Regions from separate parts of the Sus scrofa genome. Here region 2 is linked to region 1. The links are chromatin contacts, called in public HiChIP or PLAC-seq maps. All regions are on one chromosome and are shown on one strand. Each heading gives the region's core, a stretch centred on a gene start, on an enhancer-like site or on the middle of the called end of the contact. The rest is flanking DNA. Distances are from core to core; before and after follow the strand shown. Region 1 overlaps ZNF521 (zinc finger protein 521). Region 2 overlaps LOC110261185 (a long non-coding RNA gene).

Region 1 (2,835 bases), core at 116-2,615:
AAATCCTTCTGTGTGGCCCTTGCATACACATGATACTGAGTCCCAGAAGGGCAGTTTAGGGAGTACCCTGCCCTTACAGTGAATGAACTCAGGTAGCAGAAGGACGTCAGTGAGCCACCTTCTTGTGTGCCCAGCCCTACGAAGACCTAAACGTATTGGGAGTTTCCTTCACTTCAGAGATTCCGATCGCTTCTTTAACATCTGCAGTGAGTCGATTTACTTTCTTTCTTTCTCCTTAGTAATCCCAGAATTGCCCATATTGTTGGAGTCAACATTCTAAAAGGCTTGGTCCCTGCCCTCCGGAAGCGCATACCTTACCCTAAGACTAAGACATGCTTACGTGGTGCCAAAAAAGCTTTGGCATCACCCCAAACCTTCCTGCACATCTTCTCTTCTTCCTCTTTTGATCTTATTTTTCTATCGGCTATTTCAGTTGGACTCGAAAAGCCAAAGAATGACCAGGACCTCAGCATTTTTCTCCCGCAATGACGGGCTGTAAAGGGACATTATCAGCCCCCCATTTGGCCACCCAGCAACCCTGTCCGGGGACTGTTGGTCTGTCCATCCCCCAACAGCCAGGATGCAATCAGAGCCAACCTTTGCCCTCCCCTTCAAGCTCTAAGGTTGGCACACAAGGGGCCGTGGCTCAGGTCACAGAGGTATTTGTGCTCTGGTGTCTTTTTCTCTCTGTGCAGTATCTCCTTCTAGGATGACTTCACTTTTCTGTTAGTGAGCACTTTCCCCCATAAATCTGAGCGAACAGGTGTTGCTCCGCTGCTAACTGAGTTTCCAGCTGTCCTCCTCCGACGCAGACCCAGCAAAATCTGTTGTTTCGTCCTTTCAGGCAGACTAGAGAACCATCAAGCCTGAGATGGAGGTCTTCCTTGCAGGATATGGCAGTTTTGTTGCCAGAAGATGGTCGGGAAAGCCTGGCTGGCTAACAAAGGCAGGCCTTCAGTGGCTGGGTGTAGTTCCAGATCTGCATCCCCTTTGGCAGGAGCACAGAGGCTGCTGCAGTGTGGCCAGCCAGCAAAATTAGGAAATAAGGACCTCTTTTATTTACTCAGGCTGCTGAATCATGGGCATTCCTGTCTGCTTGGAGAAAAGTCAGGCGGCTCTCCTTTCCACTGAAAGTCTCAGGAGTGTTGGAGACTTTCATCTCCGAGTGTTCACACACTTGTTTTAATGTGCTTTATGGAAATGGTGAAACTCGGCAAGTACAGTTGCTGTAGAAAAACATCTGCACTAACTATGCACACACATTTGCATCTTTAAATAGACTTTTAGGCCACAGAGCTGGTTTCCAGCAAAGTTGTTTTGTTTTGTTTTCCTTCCTGTTGTAAGAGCTATAGCTCTTCGAGACAGAGTCAGCTAGTGTGAAGTGACTGATTCCAAAAATTAAAATTTAACATGGCCATGTTAAGTACTTCACAGTGAAATGCGGAAAACTTGCCATAACACAGAAAGACATTCCTGTAAGTAGCACTTAGTGAGTGCTGAAGGGAAAAAAAGTTCAAGTTGACTCAGTAAGGGGAGCTGAAAGACTCCTCCATGGTTTCTTCCATATGAGAAAAAGAACTCGAAATCGTGGAAGTCTGCATTACCCAGTTAAGCACAGTGTGTGCTGTGACTGCCAAAAAACTTAAGGTAATGGGGATGGGTACCTTCTAAAGACTTAGGCAAATCTCAAAGGATTCTGGCAACACCACCACCACCCACGGAAGTCTTGGGCGATTCTGATCCCCTTAAAGCGTGGTCCAACACCCCTGGGAATTTTGTCAGTGAGTTCCCTGTGCATCTCAGGAAGATAGGTTCATCTATATACTAGGGGTGAACACTATACAATGTAGATTTTTGTAAAAGAAACCAGCCTATTATGAAACCTTTGCTTGTTTTTCTTTTTTTTTTTTCTTTTGTCTTTTTAGGAGCTGCACCGGCAACATATGGAGGGTCCCAGGCTAGGGGTCCAATTAGAGCTGTAGCTACCAGCTACACCACAGCCACAGCAACACGGGATCTGAGCTGTGTCTATGACCTACATACACCACAGCTCACGGCAACGCCGGATTCTTAACTCACTGAGCCACTGAGCGAGGCCAGGGATCGAATCTGTGTCCTCATGGATGCTAGTCGGGTTCATTAACTGCTGAGCTATGATGGGAACTCTGTGCTTATTTTTCTAAAAGTAGCATTCCCTGCCCAAACCTTTCACTTGTGCTCAGTAAACCAGCCTAAGCCATATAAATGAGGTAGGTGATTTCTGTGTATTACAAAGGCACATCATCTGTGATCATTATGGTTTCTTTTCCCCAAGATCAAGTAATAGAGACAGGAGAGAGAGAGGAAGAGTTTGCTAGCTCCCTTGAATCTTGGTTCAAGTACAAACTTGATCCTAACCCTCAGCTCCCTTGACAGTGTCGTAGGAATTTACAAGCTTAGAAGAACAGTTATGTAATAGGTATAGTCAGGCATGGCCCACAGACAAGCACCTGATTTAAGCATGGTATCAGGGTTTGCACACTATTTTTAATGGTCTATTGCTCTATAATTCTTGGCGCATTTGTATAATAATATATCATGCCTGGACACAATCTGCAATTTAATAATAAATTCACTTGCTACATTTTCAGGCTCAATAGTTCCATTCTTTCAGTGTAGATGCATGACAAATTCTGATTCACTGTTTTCTCCAACTAATTCTTCATTGTACAAACGAGATGATGTGTTTGAAAATATTTTTTAAGTGAAACAACAGGATGTAAGCCTAAACAATAAATGTGTGAAAAGTGGTATTTTTTTTTTAGAATCCTGAGCAAATTTAATAAATAGTAAATG
Region 2 (2,906 bases), core at 167-2,666, 370 kb before region 1:
TTCCATTCTCTGTGCAGTCTTCGATGTCACAGAAACCCAGATGTTTAATAACATGTGTTTTTGAAGCTGTTGATAATGAAATTGTGGAATGGAAAGTCTCTCTGTTCCAGACCTGGTCTTATTCAACATCCTGCCTGCAACCCCCCGCCACACTTCATTTTTATCTGCCATGGTAAACGTGCTGAGGATACCTGTGGACAGACACCCAGGCCAGGAAAAGGCAGTATTTGTGTAGTTGTCTTCTAATAAGGTCAAAGGCTCAATGTATTATACAGCTCTGCGGGCAGCCAGGCTCATTAGAGCAGGAGTGGGCTGTGAGGTCTGTGTAGGATATTCAGAGGCAGGGGTTTGATTCGGGGTCTGTGCTTAGTGGGTGTCTGGGAGTCTCTCTGCAGAACTTGAATTGGGAGTGGGGGGAGCACCGAAGAAGCTGAGCACCCGGGAGCCCTCAGGGCCTTTGCCCTTCTGAATCTAAGGTTGGATTTCTCTCCTGTGTTAGCTAAAGCTGGAAGCAAAGCAAAATGCAACGACTCTGGTGCTATTTGTAAACCCCTGGTCTCTCCTCTTTACCAAATCACTGCTTTCCAGGTTGGCAGTGGGTTTTCCTGCCGAGCATAGACTACTGAGGGCAGGTGAGCAAGGGCGTTGGGCAAGAGGAGAGCCAGCAGGTTGTATTTTGGTGCACATAATGAATAGTGTGAGGCAAGGAGCTCAAGGCCAAAGCCTGACAGGCTGACAGGCCTGATTGTCATTTGCATGAGCCGAGCTCGGCAAGTGGAAGTGACTGAGAGAGTGATTGATTTGTTTTGCTGAGGCTCCTTTGTGGTCTTCTGGGTGGATTTCTGGCCCCACCTCTCAGCCTCAAAGCCCTTGCTTTGCCTGCTGTTGCTGTTTTATTTGGGGGTAATGAAAATTTGTTATAAGCCTTCCCTTTCATCTGTACGTGGCAGGCTGTCACAGAGAAACGAGCCATTCTGCAGTCTCACTCCTGTCCAAATTGCTAAATGTTTTTTTTCCAATTGCTTCCCTAATGGGCCGGGATAATGGAAGCGGCATGCTCTTTGCCCACGCCGGAGATGCCAGCGCATTTGTCCAACGCACATGTGTGGTGGGCACCAGGCCCCTCTGTCTGTGGCCGGCCAGTCCCTGGCAGCTGAGGGCCAGCTCGTGCACCTGCCCCTTGCCCTGGAAGCCACTAGGGGCTCAGCACCCAGGGATGTGGCCCCTGGTCTGGCCCTCGCAGCTCAGCCCTCTCTGCAGGTGAGGCTCTGCCGAAGGGGGCGGGTGATCCAGGCCAGAGCTCCAGACCCAGAACCACTAATGGACCAGCCAGGCTAGTTTTTTATGGACTCCAGTTGCTGCTTTTCAGAGGGGCGGGCCCCAGAGCTCCCCATGGCCGGCTGTTCCGTGGGCTGGATGCTCAACTGTGGCTGACCCACAGCTTTATGAGCCTAAGTGCTTATCCAGGAACAGAAGTGAGGAGGTTGTGTGTGATAAGAAAATAATTTGCCAAAACTGCAACAATAAAGAGGGCCTGGTGGGATCTCTTATGGTATGAATAGCCCCAAGCAGCTGCAGATTTCTCTCTGCTTTCACAATTATTTTCATTTTTATAACAACTAAAAGCTAAATGCCTTGTACAAGCCTGGTGAATCTTGCTTCAGCTTCCAACCCAACATTTCTTTTTTTCTTTCTGGGAATCTTAACATCCACACAGCCTGGACAGAATGTTCCTTGGCATCATGGCTTCAGCTGGTCTGCTCCTTGGCCCACTGACAAGTGCTGCATAGCTTTCTCTAATGTTGCACACCCCCAAACAATCCCCTCACACAGAGCTCCAGTTGCACCCTCTGGGGCTCTGGAACAGGTGCTCCTATTACAGAATTCTGGAGGCTGGGAGCTCTTCATCAGAAACCAGTGCCTTGTAAATCACAGCAGTTGCTCCGTTGACAGGGGACAGGCGCTTCACTTGAGCACGAATGAAGCAAGCACATTCCTGCCTCTTCTGCTTCCTGTATGCAGAAGGCACCTCTAGCACTTACTGAGTATCCCCATATTTCTTTTTGGGGTACTGAGTGTTACAATTAGTCACATTTATTAAACATCCTTTACAAGCAAGTACCAACACTAGGTACCTAGGCTATATTATGTAGAAGATTGGCCTTGGAGTTGGACAGAAGAGGTCCAGCTCTTGGCTGCATCAGGAAGTAGCTGTGTGGCCTAAATTCCTATCTCCTCTAGAACCCACCTCACTGCACTATAGGTGCTACTATTAAATTAAATGAGAAAATAAACATAGAGCCTCTGAGAGGGTACTTGGCACCTTATTATTAGCACTTGATACATGTTAGCTATAATTACTACATTTATTTTTTTCTGAGCACTTTCTGTCTACTTGGGAATATACATGTGCAACATAGAATGCTAGCAAGAGACAGTGTGTAATAAAGGAATATACTAAGTGAGTGATGAAGATAACAAAAGCTGTGGTAGAGGTAGAGGCCATCACTTAGGGATGATTTCCCAAATTTATCTCATGATTAGAATCTCCAGGGGCATTTATTAGAGCCACCAATTCCAGGACCCTCTCTAGAAATTATGATTCATTCAATCAAGGCTGGGCCTTGGAATCAGTTTAGAAGCCTTTATGGCTATGAAGACATTTTTACAAAGATGATCCTAGAAGAACATGGTCCAGAAGATGTACTATATGAGCCACAAGTGTACTTCAAATTTTCTGGTTACAATATTTCAAAAAAGTAAAACAAGAGGTAAAATTAATATCAATTTTAATTTTATTAAACCCAATATATTCAAAAGGGTATGATTTTAACACGTAATCAGAACAAAAAATTTTAAGAGATGCTTTGCATTCTTTTTTTCAAATTAAGTTTTCAAACTCTGGT

Evidence for each region. HiChIP or PLAC-seq counts read pairs in DNA pulled down with a chosen protein or histone mark.
Region 2: an H3K27ac HiChIP or PLAC-seq map of skeletal muscle shows a contact between it and region 1, with 2.3 times the contacts expected there. The contact joins two enhancer-like sites. A contact is called at or near these places in 1 of 47 Hi-C or Micro-C datasets (embryonic fibroblasts) and 1 of 2 datasets of contacts at active chromatin or transcription factors (skeletal muscle).

The regions. Positions count from the first base shown.
Region 1 is chr6:110,003,746-110,006,580 of Sscrofa11.1, reverse strand. All of the region lies in intron 2 of ZNF521 (zinc finger protein 521), which reads left to right. Among named protein-coding and RNA genes, the nearest start is that of ZNF521, 120 kb to the left of the region's middle. Within about 2 kb of position 1,365, at least 33 of the 83 cell types and tissues checked have an H3K27ac peak or open chromatin away from gene starts, as enhancers often do. A contact at or near this core is called in skeletal muscle, where this site is marked.
Region 2 is chr6:110,368,986-110,371,891 of Sscrofa11.1, reverse strand. The region is part of intron 2 of LOC110261185 (a long non-coding RNA gene); the gene reads left to right. Among named protein-coding and RNA genes, the nearest start is that of ZNF521, 250 kb to the right of the region's middle. Within about 2 kb of position 1,416, at least 7 of the 83 cell types and tissues checked have an H3K27ac peak or open chromatin away from gene starts, as enhancers often do. A contact at or near this core is called in skeletal muscle, where this site is marked.